Regions from separate parts of the Mus musculus genome. Here all the other regions are linked to region 6. A link is a contact called in public Hi-C, HiChIP or PLAC-seq and promoter capture Hi-C data. All regions are on one chromosome and are shown on one strand. The core of a region is the stretch at or near the end of the contact, and the rest is flanking DNA. Distances in the headings are between cores, read along the strand shown. Region 1 has its middle 510 kb from the start of Mir6344. Region 2 has its middle 410 kb from the start of Nyap2. Region 3 has its middle 410 kb from the start of Mir6344. Region 4 has its middle 290 kb from the start of Nyap2. Region 5 overlaps Nyap2 (neuronal tyrosine-phophorylated phosphoinositide 3-kinase adaptor 2). Region 6 holds the start of Irs1 (insulin receptor substrate 1).

Evidence for each region. Promoter capture Hi-C pulls out the DNA fragments that hold promoters and counts their contacts. Hi-C and Micro-C count contacts between places; a contact is called where the count stands out from the background. HiChIP or PLAC-seq counts read pairs in DNA pulled down with a chosen protein or histone mark.
Region 1: a contact with region 6 is called in a FOXA1 HiChIP or PLAC-seq map of pancreatic cancer cells. The contact joins the enhancer-like site here to the promoter of Irs1 in region 6. A contact is called at or near these places in 22 of 39 promoter capture datasets (the 3T3-L1 cell line, 3T3-L1-derived adipocytes, the HPC-7 cell line and 14 more), 1 of 15 datasets of contacts at CTCF or cohesin (large pre-B cells), 2 of 484 Hi-C or Micro-C datasets (the AtT-20 cell line and pancreatic cancer cells), 17 of 115 datasets of contacts at active chromatin or transcription factors (the NIH/3T3 cell line, craniofacial prominence, embryonic basal ganglia and 11 more) and 1 of 9 other capture datasets (embryonic stem cells).
Region 2: a Hi-C map of uterus shows a contact between it and region 6, with 6 times the contacts expected there. The contact joins the enhancer-like site here to the promoter of Irs1 in region 6. A contact is called at or near these places in 14 of 39 promoter capture datasets (the 3T3-L1 cell line, 3T3-L1-derived adipocytes, the C10 cell line and 8 more), 2 of 484 Hi-C or Micro-C datasets (both in uterus) and 12 of 115 datasets of contacts at active chromatin or transcription factors (VIP interneurons, astrocytes, craniofacial prominence and 9 more).
Region 3: an H3K4me3 HiChIP or PLAC-seq map of embryonic limb bud shows a contact between it and region 6, with 7 times the contacts expected there. The contact joins the enhancer-like site here to the promoter of Irs1 in region 6. A contact is called at or near these places in 3 of 39 promoter capture datasets (cranial neural crest, second pharyngeal arch cranial neural crest and stem cell-derived epiblast-like cells), 1 of 15 datasets of contacts at CTCF or cohesin (pro-B cells), 4 of 484 Hi-C or Micro-C datasets (cardiomyocytes and embryonic stem cells), 21 of 115 datasets of contacts at active chromatin or transcription factors (cardiomyocytes, craniofacial prominence, embryonic basal ganglia and 12 more) and 2 of 9 other capture datasets (embryonic stem cells and pancreatic islet).
Region 4: a Hi-C map of epidermal suprabasal cells shows a contact between it and region 6, with 5 times the contacts expected there. The contact joins the enhancer-like site here to the promoter of Irs1 in region 6. A contact is called at or near these places in 8 of 39 promoter capture datasets (the C10 cell line, the SN4741 cell line, cranial neural crest and 5 more), 1 of 484 Hi-C or Micro-C datasets (epidermal suprabasal cells) and 16 of 115 datasets of contacts at active chromatin or transcription factors (SST interneurons, astrocytes, bone marrow-derived macrophages and 12 more).
Region 5: a contact with region 6 is called in a promoter capture Hi-C map of second pharyngeal arch cranial neural crest. The contact joins the enhancer-like site here to the promoter of Irs1 in region 6. A contact is called at or near these places in 24 of 39 promoter capture datasets (the 3T3-L1 cell line, 3T3-L1-derived adipocytes, the C10 cell line and 15 more), 8 of 15 datasets of contacts at CTCF or cohesin (the G1E-ER4 cell line, the NIH/3T3 cell line, embryonic stem cells and 5 more), 229 of 484 Hi-C or Micro-C datasets (the 3T3-L1 cell line, 3T3-L1-derived adipocytes, the 4T1 cell line and 128 more), 46 of 115 datasets of contacts at active chromatin or transcription factors (the 230-238 cell line, the NIH/3T3 cell line, PVALB interneurons and 34 more) and 5 of 9 other capture datasets (adipose tissue, embryonic stem cells, embryonic tail and 2 more).

Annotation. Positions count from the first base shown.
Region 1 is chr1:81,622,904-81,627,779 of GRCm38.p6, reverse strand. No RefSeq gene overlaps it. Among named protein-coding and RNA genes, the nearest start is that of Mir6344, 510 kb to the left of the region's middle. Within about 2 kb of position 3,464, at least 14 of the 459 cell types and tissues checked have an H3K27ac peak or open chromatin away from gene starts, as enhancers often do. A contact at or near this core is called in kidney and pancreatic cancer cells, where this site is marked.
Region 2 is chr1:81,480,984-81,485,480 of GRCm38.p6, reverse strand. No RefSeq gene overlaps it. Among named protein-coding and RNA genes, the nearest start is that of Nyap2, 410 kb to the right of the region's middle. Within about 2 kb of position 2,425, at least 1 of the 459 cell types and tissues checked has an H3K27ac peak or open chromatin away from gene starts, as enhancers often do. A contact at or near this core is called in uterus, where this site is marked.
Region 3 is chr1:81,715,905-81,720,653 of GRCm38.p6, reverse strand. No RefSeq gene overlaps it. Among named protein-coding and RNA genes, the nearest start is that of Mir6344, 410 kb to the left of the region's middle. Within about 2 kb of position 2,198, at least 28 of the 459 cell types and tissues checked have an H3K27ac peak or open chromatin away from gene starts, as enhancers often do. A contact at or near this core is called in craniofacial prominence, embryonic limb bud, embryonic stem cells and 2 more, where this site is marked.
Region 4 is chr1:81,363,436-81,368,353 of GRCm38.p6, reverse strand. It overlaps a transcript of Nyap2 not described here. Among named protein-coding and RNA genes, the nearest start is that of Nyap2, 290 kb to the right of the region's middle. Within about 2 kb of position 1,258, at least 3 of the 459 cell types and tissues checked have an H3K27ac peak or open chromatin away from gene starts, as enhancers often do. A contact at or near this core is called in epidermal suprabasal cells, where this site is marked.
Region 5 is chr1:81,299,358-81,303,608 of GRCm38.p6, reverse strand. The region is part of intron 6 of Nyap2 (neuronal tyrosine-phophorylated phosphoinositide 3-kinase adaptor 2); the gene reads right to left. Among named protein-coding and RNA genes, the nearest start is that of Nyap2, 220 kb to the right of the region's middle. Within about 2 kb of position 1,713, at least 19 of the 459 cell types and tissues checked have an H3K27ac peak or open chromatin away from gene starts, as enhancers often do. A contact at or near this core is called in the N1E-115 cell line, embryonic tail, second pharyngeal arch cranial neural crest and 1 more, where this site is marked.
Region 6 is chr1:82,289,695-82,294,222 of GRCm38.p6, reverse strand. Irs1 (insulin receptor substrate 1) reads left to right here and starts at 2,784. Exons shown (of 2, transcript NM_010570.4): 1 at 2,784-4,528. The coding sequence starts at 3,730.

The DNA.
Region 1 (4,876 bases), core at 2,215-4,714, 670 kb after region 6:
CATTTTGAGTGTTCCCAATAACCAACCTACCTGCTTCCCAGTGGGCCGTGTTAATAGTCTCCCAGTCACACAATCTATTTCACTTCTCATACAAGGAATTCTAAAATGTGTTACTTTTTCTTGTCAGAAATCATCCTCAATTATTATAAAGTAAACATTTTCAGATTTAAATTTACTTTAAGTGATACATAACACATAAAAGTAAACCGTATCGTATTGACTCATGTTATATCTGTAGCTGCTTTTGTGATATTGAGAAATAAGCAGCACTTTATTTAATTCATGCAATTTGTGCATTTGTGCAAAATAAATTTGATGTTGAAAATTATTAATGGGGTACTATGTGCTATTTTGATACACACAAATTATATAGTATTTTAAATTAGGTTACATCTATATTTAACTCATTGAAACTTTTCATTTCTATATGGGAAAACATGCATAGTCTTCTAGTTTATTAAAATACATAATGTAATATTGTAATCTGTGGTTATAAAAAGACACTGTTTCTTCATTTCCATATATTTTAACAACTAATACTGCTTAATGTTTAATCAGATCAAATCCTCAGAGTACATCAATATAATATATATTTTCTGAGTGTAGTTATGTTCAGATTCTCATTAAATATGTCTGAGATACAAATCCATTCAGGGATATATATTCTCTCAAGCCAGACATAAAACCAATCTAAAACTAATAATGGGACTAAATGAGTGAATTTGTGAGTTTATTGAAAAATCATAACCATAATATGGTGGAAATACAAGTATAAGTATATTAATTTTTGTTCAGTTATCATTTCTATATTTCTACAGCTGATCACTTAGATTGTTGTGCTTGCTAGTTGAGTTGTATTTAAAAACATTTACACTTCATTTGGACCGATAGAAATGACTTGTGAACTATGTAGATGATGATATAATTATCTTCCTCATTTGTTGGTTGTAAATTATTCTAAAGCTCCAGCAATCATATTTTTGTCAACTCTAGTGTGTACATCAGCACTTTCTCTGCAAATGGCATGTTTTTCTCTGCTGGAATTTCACAGTTCTACACTCACTTGCCTCGTCAGTGAAGGAGGGAAATACATTATCAAGCTCCCATATGCTCCCTCCCCTGGTTTATATTTCCAGTGGTAAAAAATGAATAACCAGAGAGCTGAGGAAAAGCTTGTCTTGAAAGCATGAGGAACTGAGTTCAGTCCCCTGAGCCCTGTACAGCTGGGCACACTAGTATACTTAGATAGTCTGTGTGCACTTATAATGAGATAAGAGATAAACATAGGAAAATTCCCTAGACACATGGGCCAGCTAGCCTAGTGTACCCAGAAGAGAATAGTACTAAGACACCACCTCAAACAGTGTGGAAAAGGAGACTAGCACTGGAATTTGTCTTCTGACTTAGTGTACCCCACGTCTCATGAATGTGCATACACACACAAATCACAAATTTATTAATTAACTAAATCTGTTGTAAACATAATTCACTGGATGTAATTCTCATCTCAGAGGCTTATTGCTGAATAAGCTTACCTTTTCTAGTTCTCTGTAAACTCTGACTGACTGGTTCAACTCAGCTGTTTTGGCTCAAACAACTCTCCAAGCTGACTGATTCAAACTGACTTCTCTTGCCTTCTCAATGAATTGTTTTTCTTGGAAAAACTGCCTCTGAATTCCTAACTGAACTGCTCTGAACTGAGCTCAACTGCACTGCATCAAACTGATTCACTCTGCACTGCTCTTTCAAGTTGCCTCTCCTTCCTGTGCTGGTCTCCTGACAATTGGGCATATCCCACCTATGAGTCATTCTGTCAGATCTTTCTTTGATTTGTCCCTTTATCTGCCCCTCAATCAGACATTACTTTCAAACATGGCTGCTTCATTTTACAAACTAACTTTGCCTTCACTGTTAGGGATTAAAGGCATGTACTACAGGAATACAGAATACTATGTCTGTATTGTAATCCAGGGCATGACTGCATTCTAGCTGATCATATGTTTGGATGTGATCCCTTGCCAGAGCAGCCATGTTGCTGGATTAAAGTTCCTCTAAAGAACTTGGCAAAAACATATTCAGTAAAAAAGTAAAAAAAAAAAAAAAAAAAAAAAAAAAAAAAAAGGAAAGAAAAGAGAAAATAATAGAAATCCTTCATCTCTGCATTGCCCCACTTATGTTGCTAATAATTCACCTTAAAACATATAATGTGATACAATGCTTGTTATCACAATGCTTAACTTGATGTTTTTCAGAATTCTAGTAAATATACACATTTATGTTCATTGAAGCAAAGATTGCTGGTGTTTGAAAACTGACATATGTAAGGGTAGATGTGAAGACACTATAGGGATAATTCAAGTTGATTTCTGAGCTGGTTCAAATTATTTTAAAATTATATGTGAGAAGCTCATAACTCTCTTTTCAACATCAAATTTCCATTCATTGAAAGATGGAATAATTAGCCAAGGGTGAATTATGTGGAACAACTGAACTTGTCAAAATAAAAACATCTTCTGTCATGAATAAAATAGTACACCTTCCCATGGAGAACTCATTGGAAATCACACATTCTGGAGTTAGAAAGGAGGTATTGCCATTATCTCTGTCTCTATCTTTATTTCTCTCTATAGGTAATATAAATCTATCTACATCTCATCTATATATCTATACAGATAAATATCTATAATCTCATTGTTGACTTTTGTGATTGTAGAATAATAAATATTCTGCACGACTTAACATATTTCAATCTAAGTGCATTTTGTATATATACTCTAGATCATTAGCAGGGAGATCTCTGTATCTCTGTCTCTCTTCCCTCTTTCACTGTGTATGTATGTAGGTATGTATCTATGTAAGTAAAGATATAGATGCATACATACATAGATACATAGGTAGAGAGTGAGAAGAAATGAGAATTTTAGGAAAGAATAACAAATATCTATGGCTACATTATAGGTAAAAGTGAGGCTTTTAATGTGTGTGTGTGTGTGTGTGTGTGTGTGTGTGTTTATGTATGTATGCTCACACACATGTGCATATATAACATGAAGATATATGAGCCAGTTAACTGTTTTGAAACTGAGTACTTTAGCTTTGTATTGAAGTGGCATGCCAATCCTATTGATTGCTGAATAAAACTGTACTGCATAGATCACTTTGGTTTATGTTAGTTGAAAGGGTTCATTTTCAATGAAAACTTTCTTGTTATTCTGAACAAATGCATTTTTATATTAAGACACACTGGATCAAAGGTATTTGACACTGCTGACTTTTAGCCACCAGTTACTAAACTGCAAACCAGATCTCCCCAGGAGCTATGCTTTGGACTTTTAGGGGGAACAATGTTTTCTGTCTACCTTGCTGATGGCACTTTCTCTTGGCCACGTCCGCACACATGCCACACACTCAACCATCCATAAAGGTGAGTCAAAGTCTCCTGTGCTTCTCTGTACTATGTCCCTTGCTGAATCATACCCTTGCTGAATCATACCCTTGCCGTGTGTATATCTGAACGGCAGCAGTTACTCTCATTGTTGCTTCTTTAATGATTATAGAATAAGTGAATGCTATGCACTAATCCCCACATTCCATTCTCCTGTGTTTTGTATATTGACTTTAGGTCATTAGCAGGCACCCCTAAATACTATTACTGCTTCTCTTTTTAGACATGCAGCCTCCAGCCTCCATATCTAGATGCAGGCACTATCACTTTTCCTTTCTAAAACTGGACAGACTGTCTCATAGAAAAGCTAAGTAAGTTTCACATAGGGCACACAGGCTATGTGACAGAGATGATGAAACTCAGACATCATGTTTAATAATTCCCTGTCCTTAGTACTACACTGTGAAGCCATGATCTTGTGCAGTCCTTGCTATTACTGGTACACAGTCACCTAAGTCTTCAGATGTAACCTGTATAAAGGTTTTGATTTGACTCTTGGCATTCTTTTCCTATACAAATCTATTAAAGGAATATTCTCTTGAAAACTATTTATTTTCAGTGATATGGCAATTTGACTTTATGTCTATGAGTGTGTGTGTGTGTGTGTGTGTGTGTGTGTGTGTGTGTGTGTGTGCTGTGAAAGTGTTTTCCCTTGGTGTCTGAGTGTCTGTGATGATGATATTGGTGAGCACTAGGAAAACTGCCTTCTATGTACATAAAAAATTCTAATAAACAATGCAGCCAAAGTGCTAAAGGATGTCTACTCTTTTGTAGCCTGCACTCAGATGCAAGAACTTAAACATTATCTTAGGACATTAGCGCTTACAGCCAACTACGCTGCCAAGTTCAGCAAATACTTGCTCAAAATACCCAATATATTTGCCACAGAGGATTGCAGATATACGGAATTTGAAGCAATGTTTTGCCCAATGTGCTATGGTTGAAATATAGATGTCTCCTCCAAAAAGGTATGTTGAGAATTAATCAGTATTATAATGATATTATTAAAATAATTTTTAAAATCTGTTTTTCCTCCCCAGTCCTGCTCCCAGAATGATGACTCTGAGACTAATTAGTTATTATTTAATGCCTAGGACATAAGCTTTTTCTCATTCCCTGACTAGATCGTAGCTTATTTAACCCATTTAACTATTCTATGTCTGCCACTTCAGTCTACCTTTCTCCTCTTCTCTTCTCAATGTCTCTCTGAGTCCCTCTGCAGTTTATGTCTGTCTTCTATCTCGGCTCCCATCTCATTCCGTTCCCATCTCTCAGTCCTTAAGCTCTCTTTAAGCCTCTCTTTATCGCTTACTATTTCCCAGAATCCTCTCTTCCTGCCAGTATCCCACCTCCTATTTCCTGTCTTAGCTCATTGGCCATCAGCTTTCGTATTGACAGGTGATGTTTATAAGAGAGTCTCCTTATATGACA
Region 2 (4,497 bases), core at 1,176-3,675, 810 kb after region 6:
AATCCCTACACATGAGTTTATAACAAAGCCCAAATGAGATAGTTTATGTATAAGGTACAATAATCTTGCCACACAATGTAAGACATGCAAAAATATGAATTGTTACAACTGAGTAAGCTGTGTTCAACAGCAAAAGAAGCATGCAAATGATACCTATTGGTTTCCCCAATTATGATATCTTCCTTCAGACTCTTGAAAAGTGTTTTCCATTTTAGGTTGGCACTTAAACTTATGAATATTATACAAGCCATATCAAAAAATGATAGTATCAAGCTAAACAGAAGCACTCTTGCAGCAAATATGTACAAGCATTATTGTTCATCTTGAAAATCAGTGTTTCTAAAAGCAATCTGGACCTTGCTTTAATTTTTATGACTGCAAGCAAACAATACATCCGTGGACAGATGGAAAATGCAATTATAAACAAAAGTGACAGTGTGAAGACATCCTGCTCATTTGTTATTTATGCTTATATCATGGCTGATGCTTTAAAAGGCACACTAAAATCTCTTAAGATATATTTCGTAATACACACACACACACACACACACACACACACACACACACACCTCAAAAAGAAAATCCCTAAGTCCAAATTCCTTATTAGTCACCAGGCACTCCAAAAGCTTTGCCCACAATTTGAATAAAGCCTTTTCTGTCTTTACTTTGCATTATCTAACATCATACACCGGGAAGGAAATGGGTCTGGAGAGATGGCTCAGTAAGTAAAGTTTTTGACTTGTATGCATACGTAATTGAATTCTACCCTCAGAACCCATGTAAAGAGCTGGGCCGAGTTGAGGGTTACAAGGTAGGCATAGACACATAGATCCCTGGAACGTGCTGGTCAGTTTTCCTAGACTACAAGGTGAAGCTTCAGGACAATGAGAAACCCTGTCTCAAATAAAATCTAAAAGGTGCCTAAAGAACAATACTGACTTCCATGCACATCTTCAGCAATTGTGCACCTATGCATCCATGTGCATCCACACGTGAACAAAGATAAATACATTAATTGATAAGTTCTTATAACTGTTCAGAATGTTTGCTGTCATAGAATAAACCATTTTTTCTTTAATGAGTATGAAAACGGATTCTAAAGCAACATATAGTATTGTATGAATATAAAAACTGACTTTAAAGTGACATATAGTATTCCAAAAGTGAATTGATTTAAATCCTTAATCAATTTCTATAAAAACAAGTTGAAAGTTGATATAATTCAGTGTTTTTAAGTTGTAGAAGTCAGAATTATAGGATGGTCTCTGTTCTGCCTCATTCTGTAGGTTTGCCATGTGGGTCATCCATGTAATTTTGTTCATTCGTTCACTATTACCCATAGCCATTGTCCCAGTTTGCTTCACCAATGCTTTGATAAACATTGCCCAACACCAACTCATGGATGAAAGGGTTTATTTTACCTCATAGGTATAGTCCACCACCAAAAATTCCTCCCAAGGCAGTGATTCAAAGCAGGAAACTGAAGGCAGAACTGATGAAGAGACCAGGAAGAACTTTGTCTTGATTCCTCAGGTCTGCACAGCTTCCTTTATTAAACAGTCAAACCTGCCTAGGGATAATCCCACCTCCAGTGGTCTGGGCTTTCCTACCTCAATTAGCAATCAAGAAAATGTCCCACAGACATACCATTGGGTAACCTGATGGATATAATTCTTGAAGTGAGAATTCCTGTACTCAACTATATATAACTTTGTATCTAGTTGACAAAATCTACATAAATCCTGGAGCATCTTATATAAAGCATACATAAATTAATCAAAATAATGTTGATTATAATATTCTATACATGTATTATCCCTGCACATATATTTGTGGTGCTTCTCATATCCTATTTTGTTTTTGCCTATGAACATCTTGACAAAAGGCTTGTAATTTGTTAGTTTATTAACAGCAAATGTCCTAAACCAAGGCCAATCTGTTTCTCTAACCCAATGTTTATTTTTGTGCAAGAGAAAGACAATGATGTGTTTCATAGAAACTCTTGATTGCAGAATGTGAGGCTTTCCATGAAACATGATATTTCTGTTTGTTAGAAAGAATCCAGTATTACCTAGTAACAAGTTAATCCTGGAAATGATAATATTTCTTTGGCAACATTCCGATTTTTTGTATTTTCTTTAGGTCTAAAATTAAGAGCATTATTGAAAATCATTGGCATGCTTCCATGTATTGGTCACAAATTGATGATACTGTAAATCGAATGGCTGATGCTGCAGTTGTACTCCTAAGCCTTCTTATGGACCTTAATCCACTTCATTAAAGAAAAATACAATCAGATCTTCTTTGTTCTTTCTTTATGCCAAATCTTTCCTATGGGATAGAATCAATCCTAAGCTAATGTACTTTATGAGATCATGTGGAACTACATTTTAGTTCTTCCGGACACCGTGTTCTTTGTAAGGTCACAGTGACATGAGCAAAGGCAGCTTGAATGACTAAAAAAGAAATCTTTGCCGCCTCTGTGCAGATCCTTTAATGTGAACCACTGGATTTGACATTGGAATTCAAAACAAAATATGTTTCTGATTAGAAACGATTAAAATATTTCTTTTTGTTTCAGGTACAAAACCACCACCCAAACCCTCCCTTTGCTTTGCTTTCTCAGAACTCCTGTAAGACAAGCCTTTGTGCATGTAAGGCATGCCTTTAAACAAATAAATCACTTGTGTCATGATTTTCTCAGTAATTAAACAAAGAAACAAACATACTACAGAAATTTTGAAGCCAAAATTATTGGAACACTCTGTTGTTGCTATTTAATTACATGTGTTCTAAAGAAAACAGTATTTTAAAAGTTCATCTTCACTCTGAATACCAATTTGCCCTTGAGTGATGGACAGCTAGTATATTTATGCATTCATGTTGAGACACTGAGTTTTCTCACTTGTGATTTTACCAATGCCATAAATTTTAGAGTTAGCATAAGTCCAGCTTTCAGGATGAAGGGTGTCCCTACTCAGCTATACTCTGAGCCTGGTGTTCCAGCCTGTCCTGTCACAAAAGAGTTTATAGACCACTTCTCCCATCACATGGAACTCTGAAATCTGGGTCTTAAGTTCTCAACTTATGAATATAAAATATGCTATTTTTCATAGTCCTTTTGAAAGTATTAAGAATAATTGTATGTATGTAAGTATGAAGTTGTGGTCAACAGTGCTCGCATATTTATAGCATCATGAAAATAAAATAACTACCTCTCTTCCTTTTACTCTTCTAACCTACTCTTTCCTCCTAGTCCCTTGTACTGCTGTTAACAACATAGAAAGTAGCCTACTATTCATTTTCTCATTACAAAATAATCATGTTATTCAGACATGCCTACATTGTGTATAAATATCCATATAGATATGGGATCCTGATCATAATTTTCAATAAGAATATTATGCCTGATGGTCATTTTTAAATTTTTTCTTTCTTTTTGAAATTTCTTAATGAATAGAAGTTAGGGGAAATCTCTCAACGATAAGTAACATACAGTGAATAAAATGACAAGAATAGAAGCAACAGGGATCTAGCCTGCTGGGAAGAAGTGGCTAATAGGATTGTGTAGAATTTCCAAAAGTAGATTCTAAGAATACAAAGTGTCTGTAACTTGGGTGAACTTTCCACAGACAATAAATTCCTTTATTACCTTCATTCTCTTCTTTAGCTGTCCCTCTATCTACTCAGAACACATTGACTATACAGTGTCGAATCTTTGCTTTTAGCGGCTGCATATTCTAGGACATGCATGCCTGAAGACTTCTGTTGAATCTTTCCCTAGTTTGGTTATGAGGCTCCTTTTTAAAGGACGGCTATCAACTCTAGCCCTGTCATCCAAGGACACGACAGAGTTTGGTTGTGGGTGCTTACACTGTGCTTTTCAGTGGGTAGACAGCCTAATGCCCATATCTAACTAGTGATCAAGTGTCCCTGAAACACAGCAAATGTGTTTATGCTAGTAGATGTCCTTGTAGCTCTCTGGTAATCTGAGTCCTGTTTATTCCTACTGAGATAGCTACTGTAACAGAACTCAGATCCCATACAGTTGAAGTCTTAGAGAAGACACAGACGAGATAAAATGACAAAAAAGAAAAGGAAGGAGCTTACTACTCACAGATCAAAAGAAAAGAAAGCATACCCCAGATGCTGATGGGAAATGGCAATGTATTGCTAATGGATCATTATTCTCTTAGGTAGAAAGCCAGATAAGAATGAACACTGCAGTATGGATGTGACTGAATAGATTCCCTGAAGAACTTCACCTTGTCTACTTTGGAGCAACATGCAGATGTATGCTCAGTAGTGGCATAGTCCACCTTTTATAATTCATTTATTAACTCCACAGATATTTGGCATGTGACAGGACAAAACTTTTCTTAGAAAATATTGAAAGGGAGTGAAAGAATTAATAAACAGACATAATTTTTACATGGAATATTGTTAATGTGTCTGACATATTCTCTTTTTGAAGTAAATATATTTTATACACACACA
Region 3 (4,749 bases), core at 949-3,448, 570 kb after region 6:
ATTTTAAACATGTCTTCTGTCCATTTGTGCATCATCTTCTGAGATTTGGCTGCTCATCTCATTAGCCCATTTATTGATTGAGATTTTTGGTTTTGGTGTTAGTATTTTTTTTTTTCATTATATCTATATTCTGAAAATTAGCCATCTGTCAAAAATATAGCTAGCAAAGATTTTTCTTCTCACTTGATTAAATATGGTCTCTCTCTCTCTCTCTTTTTCTATGCATAGATTTGTAATTTCACAGGTTATATTTGACTTTATTAATTATTATTTCTAGCTTATTAATTATTTCTGGATGCATTGGAGTCCTATATTAAAAGTGTTTCCTGTGTCTAGATGATATTTTTCTCAGGTTTTCTGCTAATTGATCAGGAGTTTGTGTCTAGATGTTACCATGTTTTTCTTACTTTTTCCTCTAATTGTTGCAGAGTTTGGAGCTTACATTATGATCTTAGATCCCTTTGGAAGTTTTCTGTCTCTCTGTCTCTCTGTCTCTCTGTCTCTCTCTGTCTCTCTCTGTCTCTCTCTGTCTCTCTCTCTCTCTCTCTCTCTCTCTCTCTGTGTGTGTGTGTGTGTGTGTGTGTGTGTGTGTGTGTGTCCTTGGTTTTGCCAGATGAGAGATATAACCTTGTTTCATCCTTCTCTGTGTGGGTATCTATTTTCCCAGAACTATTTACTGACAGGATTATCTTCATTCTAGTGTATACTTTCTATACTTTGTAAAAATTCCATTGGTTGTAGATGAGTGGGTACATCTGTGTTCTCTATTCTGTTTCATTGATTTATGCATCTGTTTTTGAGCCAGTGCCATACTGCTTTTGTTGCTACATCTCTTCAGTATAACTTACAATCAAGTATGTTGATACATCTGAGCATTAATTTCAAAATTGCTTTGTCTATCCTGGTCTTTATGACTTCCAAATGAATTTGTTTTGTTTTTGGTTTTGTTTGTTTGTTTGTTTGTTTGTTTTCTGTAAAACTTGACCTTGGGATTCTGAAGTAGATTGCACTAAATCTTAAATTGCTCTTGGCTTTTTGTTATTGTTTTTTGTTTTGTCCAATGTACCTTACTTACAGATGACTTACAGGATGTGGTCCAGCTAACCCCAAAATGGCTAGCTATGAAGAGAAAGTCCAACAATTCAGTAGTTGCTTAGTCAATAAGGCTGGATGTCTCAGCTGGTCTTCAGTATATGCTGGAATCCCAAAGAAGTAGGCTCTAATGCCAGTGATAGAATGGCCTTATTAGCAAGGCGAGGACAAGCATGCAAAGATCAAAAGCATCTTTTTTTTTCCATGTCTTCATACGGGCTTACAGCAAAAGATATGGCCGAGATTGAATCTGGATTAATGGAGTGTCTTTCTACCTCAAAGATCCAGATTAGAAATGAATTTTCCTACTTAAAATTAAGCAAAAGTCCCTCACAAATATCCCTACATATGTGTTATCTCCACTTTGTTTAGCTCCAAATGTGGTCTAATTAATAAAATAGGGAACCTTAGGTATTCTTAACTGTATAATAATAGTTATATAATTTTACAGAAAACACCAATAATTTTTTTAGTGACCACCAATGTTTAAGAGCATGACACATAAGATAATTAATCCAAGCTCAGAATGTGTGTTCAGAAAGTACTAAAGGAGTGGGATTGTCAGGAGTATATTAAATATTAATAGAGGATCTTTAGTGCGTGACAGAACCATAAAGCCATGGAAGTTTTTTGTGTTACTTGGAAATGGAACTTACTTTGGGTAAACTTTTGATCCAATGACAAGGGACTATTTTATTGGTAACAGCTACTTTCACTATGACATTCAGACAACATGGGTCAGTGGTATGTGTCGGGACAACAAACATCATCTGCCTTAAATAGGATCCTTGGCAATAGTTTTCCAAATGAAATTTCCTGAAAGGCCTTTTCTGTCTTCAGCATTCAGGGATAAAGAAGGAGCCATTTCAGAGTCAGCGGCCTAAGCAGTACCACAGAGGTAAACAAGTGTAGAATTCAAATTCCAAAAGATTTACAGCTTATGACTTAAAGGAGAAGAAAAAAAGAGAGAAAGAAAACAAATTGCCTTTGAAATCCCCAAAAGAACTATCTCCTCCCTAAGTTAAATTTACCTTTGAATTTAAAAACAGAAAAGGCCAGACTGAGCCCAACTGAACATCCAATCAAAGAAGTTACTGTTTTACAAGCTGTGAAGCCCACATTCCTGGCATTCCTCTCTAAATACACAAGACCCTTGAGACACCTTTGTGTAGCCTCCAACCTTTCATGAATTTCAAATAAAACACAGATCTCTTTCAAGCACACCCTTGAATATTTACATATAAACAGGTCATATTCCCAGATGTAAGACCTGACTCTGCTGAGACAACTGGGAATGAATTTTTATTTACTTTTTCATATTTGAAAAGACAAGAAATAGATTTCCAGATATTCTCAGAGCAAAATTTTCTCACCGTATTTTTTTTTAAATAGTCTTTCATTCCTTTAGGAAATGAGCTTGAAAGTATTCTGTCTGTAATGATAGACAAGCAAAAAGAAAAAACAAGATCCTTTCACCTTTTGTATTCTGTTTCCTAATAAAAAAGAACACTAATTGCTTTAGATTATGATGTCCATATTTAAACAATCTAGTGAACTATATTGAAATTCAATTTAATAATAAAACTATCACCAACTCAGAGATATACAACTTCATAGTAGTTCACAAATTATTGATGAACACAGCTATACAGGTATATAATATTATATAAAAATGGACTGTAGTGATTAAAATCAATTAAACAGTACTAGAAAATAAGTAGAGGTTAGGAGGAGAAAATCAGTGTGGACCACAGAGCTAAATAAAACATGGCTGAAGCAGTTTGGGTAAGAGCAGACAGGTAGGTGCAGTTCACAGAGCACTGGAATAAAACAAAGAGGCTTTCTGGGTAAGAGCAAACCTGGAAAAAGCTGGGCCTCTCTAGGGGCCTATAACTAAAGCAGATTAGCTGGAGTAAATGTTTTATGCAACTTAGGAAAAGAGAAGAAACCAATATAAACTTAATGTTGACCATACAGAATTCATGGAGCATAATTGTCATTTTCTGTTCCACCATGCCTTCTTCTTTGGAAAATTTACTTCCCTACTTAACTTGGATCTTAGACTGGGTGATGTCTGTTTGCATCAGAAAACCTACAAAAGCCCTCGAATGGACAGGTAGAATCTTGGTTCAGAAATTAGAATTAAGTATGCAAAGTTCAAAGCGGGTTTAACGTTTCACCCAGGAGAGGGAGGTATGATTGTCCACACTGCTTGTGTCCTCTAGCTTACTGAGCTCTGATTCTGACCAGCATCAGAAAGGATGTGGGAACTAGAGCAGAAGTGATGAGCAGATGCAAGCGTTTCTTGATTGCTATTGTTCTAAGATGAGCTTGGCAGGCATGTCAAGCTCCTGCCTAATCGTCTCTACTCCAGTGCTTCAGAGGTTCTCATGGACCCTGTGATTCGAAACAACCATGAAGGCCACCATATTCTCCTTCATCCTTAAAACTGTCCCACTTTCACAGAGACTCCTATTGGATCCCCATCACTCCTCTATGTGGTCATAATTTATTGAGGGTTTGGAAGACTCCCCTTAATTTAGAAGTAATTATGAAAGAAACAAAACATAGCTATTTTGGCGCTTGTTTTCAATATAAGATCTCACCAGAAAGCCTTGACTGCCCCTTAACTCACTATGTTTCCTGATTGGTCTCAAACTCAAGGCTATCCGCCTATCTCTGCTAGGATTACAAGAGTGCACCGTCAAATCCTACCAAAGTCTGATTCTTGACTTTTCTCCCCAAACCCATTTTCTTAGTTCCAGCATGGGATACAGGAAGGTTCTTAGGTCTATGCTGAGCCCCTATCTTGGCGGTGATTTTATATATATATATATATATACATCTATCTTTGTCATCCTTCAAATTTTAAACCTTTTATTGTCATTGATGCCACTATTGTACTAAATCTTTGGTAGTAGGCAGTCATCACTAACACCAAAAGTAAAAGTTTAAACTGCATCAGTTAGTGAATCCCAGTGGAGATCAATTGTTTTTTGTTTTTTGGTTTTTTTAAAATATACTTACCACATCATAAAAGGTGCTATAAGGATGGCTATGTGTCGTCATTACATAACAAGAGCTGGAGGTAGACCCTGTAGTATAACATTCGTGAAGTAGTAAAGGGCTGTGAGTGGTAATTTACACTTGCTAAAACTGCAATGTGATATCCTTACATATGTGATTCCTATTGGTGGCAGGCAATCATATTGGGAATACTCTTGTGGTTTGTTGCATCAGCTCCTGGTTAGGTAAAGTGCTACTTCTCAGAGAAAAGGGAAAATGAAGGTTTCTGGCTTCCATCCATCATCACAAGCAATATGTTTTCATGTTGTCGTCACTGATGGTGTCAGTTCAATACCAGACACTATCTTCTGAGGAGAGTCAGTGCATTGCAGTCCAGGAAAGACCAACTCTTCTGACTCTTTCCTCTGGATCCCACCTATCCCTCCATTTCCCTTGGCCATTCATAGCTTGTTTATAAGAGCTCAATTCAGGCTGCCTTTCCCCCCTCAGCAATGCTTGGTGCCAAGCTACTGCAAATAGCATCAGTTCACATGGGCAGGTCTACCTGTTTCACCTGCCTGGAGAGGCACTCATGGGCACCACAAACAATTTTGGAAACAGCAGGAAGGAGCCTGTCAAGAACACTACTCC
Region 4 (4,918 bases), core at 9-2,508, 920 kb after region 6:
TGCTGGGATTGAAAATGAGCAGGTCTACATGGGCATATCTTAATCTCAACATCAATAACATTGGCATCGGGGTGTTCTTTGTAGTGGAAACTGACCTGCCCATCATAGAATGCCTAGAGACATTCCTGAACTCTACCCACTGGATTCCAATCCTCAGTCCCCATTGCAACAACAAATGCTAACCCAAGATAGTGATAAGCACTCTAGTGAAAATCGAACTTCTCTTGAGGGTCATGGGTCTCAGGGGACTAGGTTTGTCACATGGTTGACTCTTCCCATGTGTGGTGGTACATATATACATATATATATATATATATATATATATATATATATATATATATATATTCTATTTCTCATATATATGTATATATGTGTATATATGTGTATATATGTATGTATATATATATGTATGTGTATATGTATATATATGAGAAATAGAGCTAAAATGACATGTATATGTCATTTTAGCTCTAATTCTCATTTCTAGGTTGATTATAGACAATATATAAATGCTACATAGATCAAAGACAGGCACAGATACATAGATATATACATCTCATATGTCATTTAAGTTCTGTTGAAACAAATAATGCACTATTTTTATTGCTATTAATATAACCACAATATTTTCTCAATGTCTTATCTAACCATTCCTGGCTGTCTTTCTTTATATTCTACCAAACAAAGGGTCTCCGGTTGATTCTAACTGTGTAAAGATCTCATTAATTGAGGCCACTCCCATCAAAGCCAGTATCTAAAACTACAATTAGATCATTGCCCATTTTTCTTCTTATTTCTAAGATCCAAACATCCTTTCCTCCTGTGGAACAGCAGCTTCGGGCAAGGAAAACACCTGATATTGGACCTAATTCTGGATCAAGGGGCACAGCAATACAGAAAGAGACTGAGGTGGAAAACTGATATGGAGCAGAGTCATTCTCTTTGGACCACTGGCACCTGCTTTTGGTTTGTCTACAATCAAATACTCAGAGCAAGATGTAGACACTGAAGTTGGAAGAAGTAGAACAGAGTGGGTTGGCATGCTGTGATGAGGTACATTGTCTGAACCTGAACAGAACATGATTAATCACTCTTCAAATTTTACCTTTAAGGTGATTTTATTGAGCAATGTGAAGCCCTTCCCTTTCATAATTACAGAGATATTTCTGGAATTGCATCAACAGATTTATATTACACCCAGCATATCCCAGGTGTTTCTCATCTAATAAATTTAAACACTGAGGCATTATTGGCAGACTCAGTGCCATACATGACTAACTCAACTAAAACATTAAAGGAGTTGGATCACAGTAGACTATGCCTCTGATAAGCCAGATCATGACACACACTTGGCTGAGATTAGTGGCACTAGTCAGATTTCATTGCATCTTAAACATAATTTCCTTAGAAATGTTGCAGGACCTGACTGGAAAAACTTTCAGTGTTCAAAATAATAAAGTTTATCTGCTACAAAGACATAATTAGGCCAAGGTATGTAGGAATCCATGCACCTTTCCAGGTGCATTCAGAGCCAAACTTGGATCTAATGGTTATTTTATCTTTTCATCAGAAGATTAAGATTATTTTACAAGTGTACCATGACTTTGAAGTCCAACGGTTGTTTCCCTTATGAGAAATTAAGAGGGAATCGAAATTAAATTGGTGAGAATATCACAAGTAAGCTTTTCTTGAAAGAATTCACAGATCAACCAAGATACACACACACAAACACACACACACATGCACACACATCCACACATGTACACATATATGTCTATATATGCATAATTTATACTTATAAGTTTGTTCCATATATGATAGATGAACTTTGATACTTTCATAGATATATCATAGCATAGCAAAGTTTGAATGGATTTATATTAGACGTTATACCAACCTACATTCTATGTGGTAAATAACACCTGTATAGTTCATCTATAGTTGTCTGTGCTGGAGGCAAGAACTCATATTTTAATGGAGGCCCCAGCAATAGAGTCTAGCCTGAACCACCTAAAAAAATATCCGAAGTTATATAACCATGACTTTCCAAACAAGGATAACACCAACAAACATGCCAAACTGGCCTACATAGAGAACTCCAGACCCCCAGAAAAGATGGGAGTGGCAAAGGTGGTCCTCCCCAGGGAAGAGCACAACAGTCGTTTGTTCAATGACCAACATCCCTGAGAATATACATGCAAATAACCTTATATGAACTGTATATGTTACATTTAAGAAACTAAGTGTGTGTATATACATATGGATACAATAATAATTAATGAAGAAAGAGGTCATGAATTTGAAGGATAATGAGGAGGAGCATTTGAGAGGTTTGGAAGAGAGCAAAGAAAATTATATTGTAGTTACATTATAATTCCAAATTAAAAAAAAAAAAAAAAGCTGGGCAATGGTGGCAGCAGGGCAGAGGCAGAGGCAGGTAGATTTCTGAGTTTGAGGCCAGCCTGGTCTACAGAGTGAGTTCCAAAACAGCCAGAGCTACACAGAGAAACCTTGTCTCAAAAACTTTTTAAGAAAAAATAGATTTTGAGCAGGGTGTTGCCATTCAGTCTCTGCTTCCCCACCTGTAGCATACAGTCCTGGGGCAGGGAGAAAAGGAAGCAATCCTACTCCAGCCAACCTTGGAATGAGATTTATAGGGTTTGGACAAGTCTTGACCCCACTCTTGCCCACAGGAAGTCTTCCCCACAGGAACAGGACTCTCATGCCCCATAGAGAGTGCCTATAGTAAACACAAATGCTGAAGAATTTCATTTACCACCTCCACTCTGTCTCTGATTAAGTTCCAATCTTGATCCTTGTGTCAGATGTCTAGTTTAACTCTACTTCTCCCCCAATTCCATCATTCACCTTGAAATACAGTTTTACAAGATCGTTGTGGATTGATCACATACATTTAAACAGTACTTTCTTTTTCTTGGAATGTCAAAGCTGTGTGTGATCCCAAAGCTCACTGCATCTGCATGCTCTGCAACCATCACTATGCACTTCCTAAAGCTCTTTCTAAAAATATTTTTCTCATATTCCTTCTAATGTACATCACAGGAAACCCAAAAAATGTTGTCATGGTTATATACAGAATTTACTTAATGAAAATAATAAGTAAATTGGCTATAGTCTGTAAATCTATGCTAATATCCTGAATATTTTAAAAATTTATCCTTTACTCAAAGGACGATTTTTGGCCATGTTGTAAATTATTGCATCATGTTTCTCCAGTTTCAGGATTGCTCTTTCAGTCCATTTTTCTCAGGTTGTCAAATACCTGTCAAGGATACAAAAGAAACAAGTTAGTGCCACTCTTCTGATTAAACACTGAGTTGTATGCAGCTTAGCAGTCTTCGTTCTGTTGTAGTGAGCTAATTCTGAGAACTAAGTACATACCTATGTCTATATCAGCCTATTTTACAGAGGGTGTTGATTTATATCTACTGTAGATGGAAACACCTGTGAAACAGTTTCCTTAATTGAATGATTTAATGTAGAAAGACCCACCCTATGACTGGATCTTTTGGAGTGGGAAGATGTACTTTTAGTCTGGAACACATCTTATGCTGACAGCCCATATAAGGACATAGAAGAAGGAAGCACTTGCTGCTTACATGGTTTCCCTCACTCTCACTGGTGAGTTTATTCCTTCACTGGTATTAGACCTACTTCATTGAGATTTTGGCATATATTAAGGACCAGTTCAGATACCCAGCTTTGGGAACAGAGCAACTACTCGATTCTTTGGCTCTCCATTGGAAACAGCCAATGTTGGAATAGTTGAACCATAACCTCTAAAACACTCTAAATCATATAGAAGTGTATATGTGTATATGATATATATATATATATATATATATATATATATATATATATATATATAGTCTATCATCCACCAGTTTTTTTCAGTAGAGAACCTAGACTAATAGAGAGACCTAACAGAAGAGAGTAATTCACTAGGGTAGGCACTTTCAGATATACTATCGCTGGACACCACAGGACTCAGTCTGCATGATTGGCCCCACATCCTGGAGACAAGCTTTTTGCAGTGCATCTACACTTACCCCACCATGACAAATTAATCCATGAACCTGAAACCATGAGCCAAATGGTCACAGCACCTGGAATAGTTACTACCAGTAGAAACTGGTACCAAGAAGTGGGGTTGTTGCTGTGAAAAGTTGTGGCTGGCTCAAAGACCCCTGAAAGTGGCCCCAGGAGGAATTTAAAAGAGTTCAGGACTTTAAGTCACAGAAGCCTTCTGGGATGTGAGCAGAGTTTAATGGGTGACCCTGGAGGGAATGGGGAAGACAAGAACAGTGCTAGAAATACGCACAGGAAAGACTGTGTTCATTAAGCTTCATTTGGGGAAAGGATTCTATTCAGAACTAGACTAAGGCCATTTGCATTTGAGGAACACTCTAGCACAGAGTCTGGCTGTGCTCTGCTTATGTTTTTGAAATTTAAATGTATCAGAGACTGAGTGCAGAAGTAAGGAACGGAGGCAACTAAAAAAAAATGTGGTGGCAGGACTGATACTCCTTTTAATCATGATTACGATAAGAATTCAGAACAAAAGCAGAGGAGAAAGATAAGGTGCAGTTCATCAAGGACGGAAGCACGTGTGCCTGTGAAGTGTGTCAGTGACTGCAGTCATCATCCACTGGCCTCAGATCCCCATCTTCTCTAACTTTTAGTGAGGATTCAATGCTAATGGTTCGCAAAGGACTGTCCAGGTTCTATAAAACAGCTTGGAGGCAAAGGGAGTGGCATGGGATAGGGAATTTGTGGAGGAGAGACAGGGAAATGGGACATTTGAAATGTAAACAAATAAAATAACCAACTAATAATAAAAATTTTAAATGCCTTGTATGTCAAATTCTACCCAATTTTCCATTTCAGCTTACTTTCT
Region 5 (4,251 bases), core at 464-2,963, 990 kb after region 6:
AGATGTGGCTTTGCTGACAGCAGCATGGGAGTGGAAACAGACTCAAGAGTCAGTCATTGCCAGTTGATTGTCTCTGCTTCTTGCTTGCAGTTTAGTATGTGAACACTTAGCGCCCTCACCTGACTGACTACTGATTGTCAGGCTTCCTTGTCATAATGGACTTTTATCTGTCTAGGACCATAAGCCCGAGGAAGCCCTCCTTCTGTAAGTTGCTTTGGTTATGGTATTTTATCACTATAATAGAAGAGTATTAATGCACTAGCTGAAATATAAGTGGAGAGTATTGTCTCTTTGTTCATCATATACTTCTATACCTTTCCTCTGGGGGGGGGGGAGACTTTCTGCTCTTTATGTCTCTCATGAGTTCTTTCAATAGAGAACACAAGAGTGGAAGTTGAGAGTGATATGACAGAGATAGAGTCACATTGCTAACCTCATTTCACCCTTGGGGATACTAGTCAAAGTTGGGACACTGTTTAGTTGAAGTCCTGTTGCAATTCATACTCCCCTATGCAAATTTCATTTAAGAATGATGAACACAAATATAACACCCAAGAAAATCTGCATGTTTAATAAGCCAATGAGCAAAAGAGAATGTGGAGAGCAGTTGAGAACCGAAGTATGAAGAAGGCAGCTTTGTGTACGGCATGGCTTTAATAAGACAATCTGGGCTTACACCTTAGCACCATGTGACTAGTGTCAGATTTGAATTACAGAGACACTCTGGCTTCAGCTTCCTCACTAATAGACATATTATGACTTCTTACTAGATATGATATTAAGAGCACAAAGTAGATATGATATGAACATGGTAATACAGAATCCTGAGAGCTGTGGCAGTTGCAGGAGGATCACGAGTGCTGCTTAAGATATCTGTTTTGTTTAGCAAGGTGGTTCAACCCGAGGGGTAACGTTTATGTGTCACACAGAATAGAAGGGAACGACTAACGCCCCTTAGTGTTTCTTCAGAAAAGCATGCACCACGGGACCATATTATTCAAATAAAGCAAAAGTTCTCAATGGTGGGTCTCAACTTCTTTGGGGGGTCGCAAATCAGGTATCCTGTGTATCAGATATTTACATTAAAATTTCTCACAGCAGGGAGACTATAGTTATTGAAGTAATAGCAGAATAATTTTATGGTTTGGGGTCACCACAACATGAGGAACTGTACTAAAGGGTTACAGCATTAGGAAAGTAGAGAGGCACTGGAATAAAGTGCAGAACAACTGTGAGCAAGTGTTGTGTACAAACATTTCTTCATATTCTACTGGTCACCTAAGTCGAAGGAAAGCTTACCCAGTAGCTAGAGAGAGCTTCTTCTTTTTCTTTCTTTTTTTTTTTTTTTTGAAACATTCTTAAGCTACTCATTTCAATGACATTAACAGAAGGAAAAAAATCAAGAAGTTATTCTTCCATTTATTGAATTAAGCTCCCCACCCCTGCACTTTAATTTAATTAAAGAAGGGCAATGCTTTTTTTGTTTTTTGTTTTTTGTTTTCTCTCAAGACTCAGGTTGAACAGAGATAATTAAATGAAGGGAAGAAGTCATACAGCCCAATGCAGTTACCTTCATCTATCCATAAAAATGTGCAGCACACAAGGGGCGTTGGATACAGTTGCTCATTTTCCTCACTCAGGAGGTGTGTTTACAAGTAAGACTTTAAAAGCAACCCTGCCTTTGAAGAGCTGGTTGTACTATACATTTCGGTTGCTAGGGGGAGCCATGTATCCACTTTATTTGTTAAAGTTCTCCAAGCAGTGTGGGGCAGGCTTGTTGAAGCCCCATTGGTTTCTGTTGTTAAAGGTGTATTCCACAGAGTGCATGCTGGTGTTTAAAGAAAACAATGTATTTGAATCAGTGATACATCTTAAAGCATATGCTGACCATTCTGACCATAGCATCTTCTTTCTCCTAACCACAAAAGTTGATAGCATCCTAGATAGCTGTAGAATTTCCATTGCATTCATTTGTCATTTAATCTAGATAGGACAATAAATAACAGTAGATGACAGGGGAGCTGAAATGACACTGGTAGTCAGTTTCCACTTACATTTTATCCAAACCACACATGATAAATACAGGACAAGAAAAAGTCACTACCCTAGCAAATTCTGAGTGTTTAATTTCTCACAGGATTACATAGGAATACTGGGGTGAACTAAGTCACCCATCTGCATCCAACTTCTTTGTTACATCAGTGGCCAGAAGTCTCCTCTCAAAATTTTCCAGCAATCCGAAAAATTTGAGTATTTGAGAGAGTAAAATGATGTATGGCAAGAAGAGAAAGAATAAATATTATCCCTAATCCTTTTCATATATAAAAATACATTTATATTTAGTACACAATAATATTATATCAGTTATAATAATATAATTGATATTTTAAATTTGAAATTATATATAATTTATATAATATACTTATATAATATAAATGTATATTATTTTTATATAATATGAATCATATATTTATAATCACACTGATTCTCAACAATACTATTAAACAAATAATACTTCCCATACTCTACAGATAAAAAAACAGGCTCCCTGGAAAAAAGAAGAGTGACGCATTTAAGCGTTTCAGTTCATAACTTCTAGCATCCCATAAGCAAGACACGCTGGACAGCTTGTGTCAGCCAGCTCACACTGGCATTCTCTCTTGCCACATGGGGGAGTAAGAGCACCTGTTTGATATAGAACAGAACAGAAAGGCTCCACCCATGTCCTTGTACATCCTACAGGCAAGAAGCAGAGATAACAATAAACAGCATGGGATCGTCACTGTGAAAACTTCACCTCAGATCCTCCCATAACATCTGTGCCTTTCACACACTAAAGAATATTCTTCAGCTACTTTATAATTTTTCCATTGCCTTAGTTTTGACTTCTGATGATAAGGGTATAAAGGACACATCCAGGTACAGAGAACTAGCAGCTAGCAGACACCCTCAGAGTCCTTTGACCTAAGTGCCACCCCATGGGTTTGAATCTTCTTAGACGGAGTTGTAAATTGCATCAATCTGCCTCATTCCTGGTAGCGATGGAGATGGATAATAAGTGTGTTGGGGACAGGTATGAGTTTGTAGTTTCTGCTCAGTAGCAGATTTCTTGAGATGCTTGTTATGAGACTGTTAAACTTAAAAAGTGGCCTCTAAATATCTGGTCCTTAAAGCATAATGACCATACAAATCTAAATAATATGCTAAAATATCCTGTGACACCAATGTTTATAAAATGTAATCAGAATTCCTGCATGAACATAGAAATCAAATAATTCCAACATTTCAACATCCAGCTGGCATTGAAAAGTAATCTTTCACATATTTAAATCTGACTTTAATTAAATACAATAGAATGCCTTACAGAAAACTCAAGCCTTGCATGTTTTTTAACCAATAAGACAGAAGTATTGAGAGCACATAGAAAGTATTGGGGATTTTCATACTTGCGTTATACTAATGCAACATCGTTATAATGTATAGCTATAGGTTAATTTAGTCACCGGTAGTCTTATTACTAACATTAATTTATTCCATATTTCACAAAGCTAGATACAATCTTCAACAAATTTCATGGAAATAAATGTTATTTATGGAAAATAGGCTTTGCAAATACAATTTATTTTTCAGCTGGAAATTAGTTCACGAGAAATAATTCCCCAACGTGAGCTGACTTTGTGTAATGATCTTTGTGGTTGTTTTGATGTCCCTCTTTTGGGGCTTTTCTGTAATGAATGCATGCTGGGCTGACCTCAAGGCATACTAACATGAATGGCAGATGCTACTGGCCAAATCTCTGGCATGGCTTACAGGGATCTCTTCTGTGGGGAAGCTCGGTGTTCAGTAAGAGGTCAGCCTGGGGCGGAGAGCCGCCTGCTCTGGTTTGGTCATTCCTCTGCTTCCATATTAGATAACCTTAAATGCACAACGGAGCCAGCTAAGTAACCACACCAGTGTGCTCTAGAGAGTTTCCTAATTTTGTGTTGGAAGAGATTAATTTCGATATCACACTCTTTAACAGTTTTTCAATATTTGAGAGACGGTAGAGAAAGGGTCATTTTGTCACTGTGACTAAGAGGCAAGTATGCCCTGTCAACTTATTCTGTGATCCTTGAAGTAGTTAGGATGGCTACATTTACATACAAAGGCCTTTGGTAATTTAAATTAAGAAATCCTAAATGGCACTTGAGATGCACCTGAGAGAGACAAGTGCTTGCAGATATTCATTCACCCAGAAATTAAAGACTGTGC
Region 6 (4,528 bases), core at 1,535-4,034:
CAAGACTAATTTAGCATAAGGTGACAGGATAATACACGTATCTGCTCAACACGACTTCACCTGAGTTCCACAAAAGCCTACCTTTCTCTTCTGTATATTTATGTGAATCAAATGTGAATTTGTATTCCTAGAGTTATCTCAAGCCATCAATTAAAAAAAAAGTACAAAGAACTGAACTTACTGTAGTATAGTTTGAACATTAGCTGCCTTTAAGATTTGTAATGAAACTCGAGTGAGTTGTGTGTGTGTGAGGGTATGTGTGTGTGTGTGTTAAACTTCACTGATTGGTGAGCAGTTTGTTACAACGATCTGGTTGTCTGTGTCTGTGTGTCTGTCTGTGTACATAACTGGGGATCCAATCCAGGGCCTTGGGCACCTCAGAGCAGATGGTCTACTTCTTCTTCAGTCAGAATAACATTACTTTTATATCATAAACACCCTAATGTTCTGTGAAGATGACTTATAAAAATCTTCCAAATTAAATTGTTTTTTTTGTTGTCTCCTCCTTCAAGAAAATACTTTCCTCCATAAAGGTACCTCCTTTTTCCCCCTCTCTCTTTTTTGTTTGTTCTTGGTTGGTGACAGAGGTCAGGAAGGAAGTAATTTTAAAAGTTAAAGTCTGGATTTGAAGTGCTTTCCTACATAATGCGAGGTCCCCTCCCTGTGGACTAATCTAGATTAAGCAGTTGCTAGACTAGACTAGCTGTTTATTCCCCCCCCCCCCCCACACACACACTGTTATTCTGCTACACTAACTTCAGATATCTCTAGTTGCTATCCTCCCAACCCCTAATGCATTTCAAATCTTTAGAGTCCTCTTCTTGCTATTGCAGTCTCCGTACCTTTTCCAAATTACTTGCTATTTATAGCCTTCCTGTAGTGGGCACATGTGCCCGCATCACCAAGCTGTCAGAGGGGAAAAATGAAGGCTATCAATTCAATGTGTACCGCATAATCCATTAACCAGGTTTAGGAGAAACTGCATGATAAAGGAGGTGAAAAGAGAAAACAGAGGCTCCTGAGCTTTCGAGAGGAGGTGACACCTACAGATGCGGAATACCCCAATTCAAGTACCGCAAGCATCTGAATGGCGCCAGTGCCTACATCTGTACCCTCTCCCTCTCTCCCCTTTACCGCATCTGTGCAAGACAGGAAAGACAGGCAACTCCACCAATCAGCAGGCTGCCCCAGGAACCTCACCCCGCCTCTCTAGCCGCATTATGCTGAGGCGCGCAGCCCCCTTTACCCATCCGCTCCTCCCCTACTCCAAGCCAGGCAGTCTAGTGGATTGAGCATGCCCAGCACCTTTACTGCTGCGTCTCACTGCAAACAACCTGCAGTGCTGGAGAGCGGGAGGCTGAGAGGGTTCCTGGCTTAGGAAAAGAGGTGGAAAACTAGAACCGCCCATGGCTAGAGTAGAATGGCTTTAAGCACTGGGAGCAACGTCACATTTGTAGGTCTTTAATGCCGGTTGGGCTAGACAGGGACACCCTGCTTGATTTATAGGTCATCTTAAAAAGAAAAAGAAAAAAAAAAACTTTGGGGAGCGTCTGCTTGTGGTGAGACTAAGAAATAGGCTTTGCAAAGAGGCTGCTGACCCGTTTTCATCAAGAAGTACCCATTTTCCTGTGCAGCCTAGCCACTTATCCTTGTCTCCCACTTATCCTTGTGGTCAAGGTTAAAAGTGTATAGGGTCGTCTAATGCTCGTGCAAACTATGAAACAAACATCTGCTAACATATACACAGTAAGGGTGTACACTTAGGAACTCTCTGAAGGTCCTTTACATCTTTAAAAAAAATCACAAATAGACTTACGAATGTGATAAGGGGTGCCAGGTTTCCTCCAGCCCCCGCCCCCCACCTTTTGCACTAACTAACCCTTAAGTGTGAATCCCTCTTCACCTGCATGAAGGAAGAGAAATGGTGACTTTTACATTTTATTTCCTTAGTGATCAGCGGCTAATAGTGCCAGGTGTGAGATCCCAGGTCGCGATTCCGAGAGACCCTAACCTAGCCAACAGTCATTGCCCTTGGGCGTCCCTCTCTGTTTCTTCCAGGTGCTTCACCACGGTACGTCCGGAGATTCCAGGTGGAAGACTGGCTCAGAAGTCCTTTAGAAAATCTTACAAAAATGTAGATCTCCCTACCAGGGCCTCTCACCCAGACACCGACATCCAGCTGCCTCCCGGGGGTCGCCTTTACCTGTTGGGTGAGAGCTAGCAGGTCACCCGCGTCCCCTCCGCCCCAGCGCCCCCACCCTCTCGGGGCTCTGCAGCCGCAGTGCACCCCCCCTCTCACTGCCCCCTCCCTCACTCCTGCGTCTTCCCCAGATCCCCCCCTCCCGTTTTCCCAGACTCCCCTCCTGCTTTCCGGTAGCCACCCAAACAAGCCTGCCCTCCCGCCGCGGGGATTCCTACGGGCCGGGGGCGCTCTGGGTGGCACGGGCGTGGGAGACACAGCGCCCCGGGCTCTGCCGGCCACGCAGGGGCGCTGCCCGAGCGCTGCAGCAAAGGGCCAGCGCGGGCGCCTCTGCGGCACGGCCAGGGGGTGGAGAGGGGCGGGCGTGGGGCGGGCTCGGCCCGGAATGTAGAGCGAGCAGGGAGAGGGAGAGAGACCCGGGCTGGAGCCTCCCGGCGGCGGCCAGGCTGCTGAGCGCAGAGGCTCCGTCACGTGTTTTGCTCCTCTGGAGTGAGACGGCGGCGCGGTCTGAAGAGGGCCAGCGCGCGGTGCCAGCCGCCGCAGCCGCCGCTTGTTTTGGTTGGGGCTCTCGGCAACTCTCCGAGGAGGAGGAAGGAGGAGGGAGGAGGAGGAGGGAGGAGAAGGAGGGAGGAGGAGAGAAGTAACTGCAGCGGCTGCGCCTCGGGAGGACCGGGCGTCTTCCCCGATCTCTTCCCAAACCTCCCCCGCTCCCCGCCTCCCTCCCTCGTCCCCTCCCCTCCTCCCTTGCGGACTGGAGCTAGGGGCAGGGATGAGCCTGTCCCTCTGGACCGTCCCCTGCTCCCCCAGCTGCCCAGTAGCGTTGCGCGTGGAAAAGCCACTTTCCCCGCCCGCCGAGATGGGCTCGAGTGCGGGCTGCAGAGGACGCGTCCTCGGGCGGCAGCAGCAGCAGCAGCAGCAGCAACAGCCGCAGCGCCGCGGTCTCTGCGATTGAGCTGGTATTTGGGCGGCTGGTGGCGACGGGGACGGTTGAAGGGTGGGAGGAGGCAGAGGAGGAGGAGGAGAAGGAGGAGGGAGAACCCGGTGCAACGTTGGGACTTGGCAGCCCGCCTCCCCCTGCCCAAGGATATTTAATTTGCCTCGGGAATCGCTACTTCCAGAGGGGAACTCGGGAGGGAAGGCGCGCGCGCCTAGAGAGCCAAGCGGGGACTCCTCGGGCCATCGCTGCCTCCCTACATCGGACTCGACCAGGGGCGGCAAGGGATGCACCATAGCTCCTTCTCTGCTGCAGGGACTGGGGGAGACATAGTCCTCGGAAGATTGCGGCTGCACTCACCCTAGACCCACTGCCCTTCCCTCTGGGCATGAAACGCCCTTAAACTCGGATCAGGCTATCTTCCTTGGCGCAGTTACCTCGTCCTTCGGCTGCCCCTCCCCAGCTCCAGGAACAGCGTGAATTTTGGAGTCAGAATTTCTGCGAGCTTCCTCCAGCCCGGAGTGCATGTGCGGGGCCGCACTGAGAAGCCACCCCTCACCCAGTTTTTCAACACCTCCCTCTGCTCCGCAGCAGCATGGCGAGCCCTCCGGATACCGATGGCTTCTCAGACGTGCGCAAGGTGGGCTACCTGCGCAAGCCCAAGAGTATGCATAAGCGCTTTTTCGTGCTGCGGGCGGCCAGCGAGGCCGGGGGCCCAGCGCGCCTGGAGTATTATGAGAACGAGAAGAAGTGGCGGCACAAGTCGAGCGCCCCCAAACGCTCGATCCCCCTCGAGAGCTGTTTCAACATCAACAAGCGGGCTGACTCCAAGAACAAGCACCTGGTGGCTCTCTACACCCGAGACGAACACTTTGCCATTGCCGCGGATAGCGAGGCTGAGCAAGACAGCTGGTACCAGGCTCTTCTGCAGCTGCATAATCGGGCAAAGGCCCACCATGACGGGGCTGGAGGAGGCTGCGGCGGTAGCTGCAGCGGCAGCTCTGGCGTTGGAGAGGCAGGGGAGGACTTGAGCTATGACACGGGTCCAGGACCCGCGTTCAAGGAGGTCTGGCAGGTTATCCTGAAACCCAAGGGCCTGGGTCAGACAAAGAACCTGATTGGCATCTACCGCCTCTGCCTGACCAGCAAGACCATCAGCTTTGTGAAGCTGAACTCCGAGGCAGCCGCTGTGGTGCTGCAGCTGATGAATATCAGACGCTGTGGCCACTCAGAGAACTTCTTCTTCATCGAGGTGGGGCGTTCCGCTGTGACAGGGCCTGGCGAGTTCTGGATGCAAGTGGATGACTCCGTGGTGGCCCAGAACATGCATGAGACCATTCTAGAGGCAATGAGGGCCATGAGCGATGAGTTTCGCCCTCGCAGCAAAAGCCAGT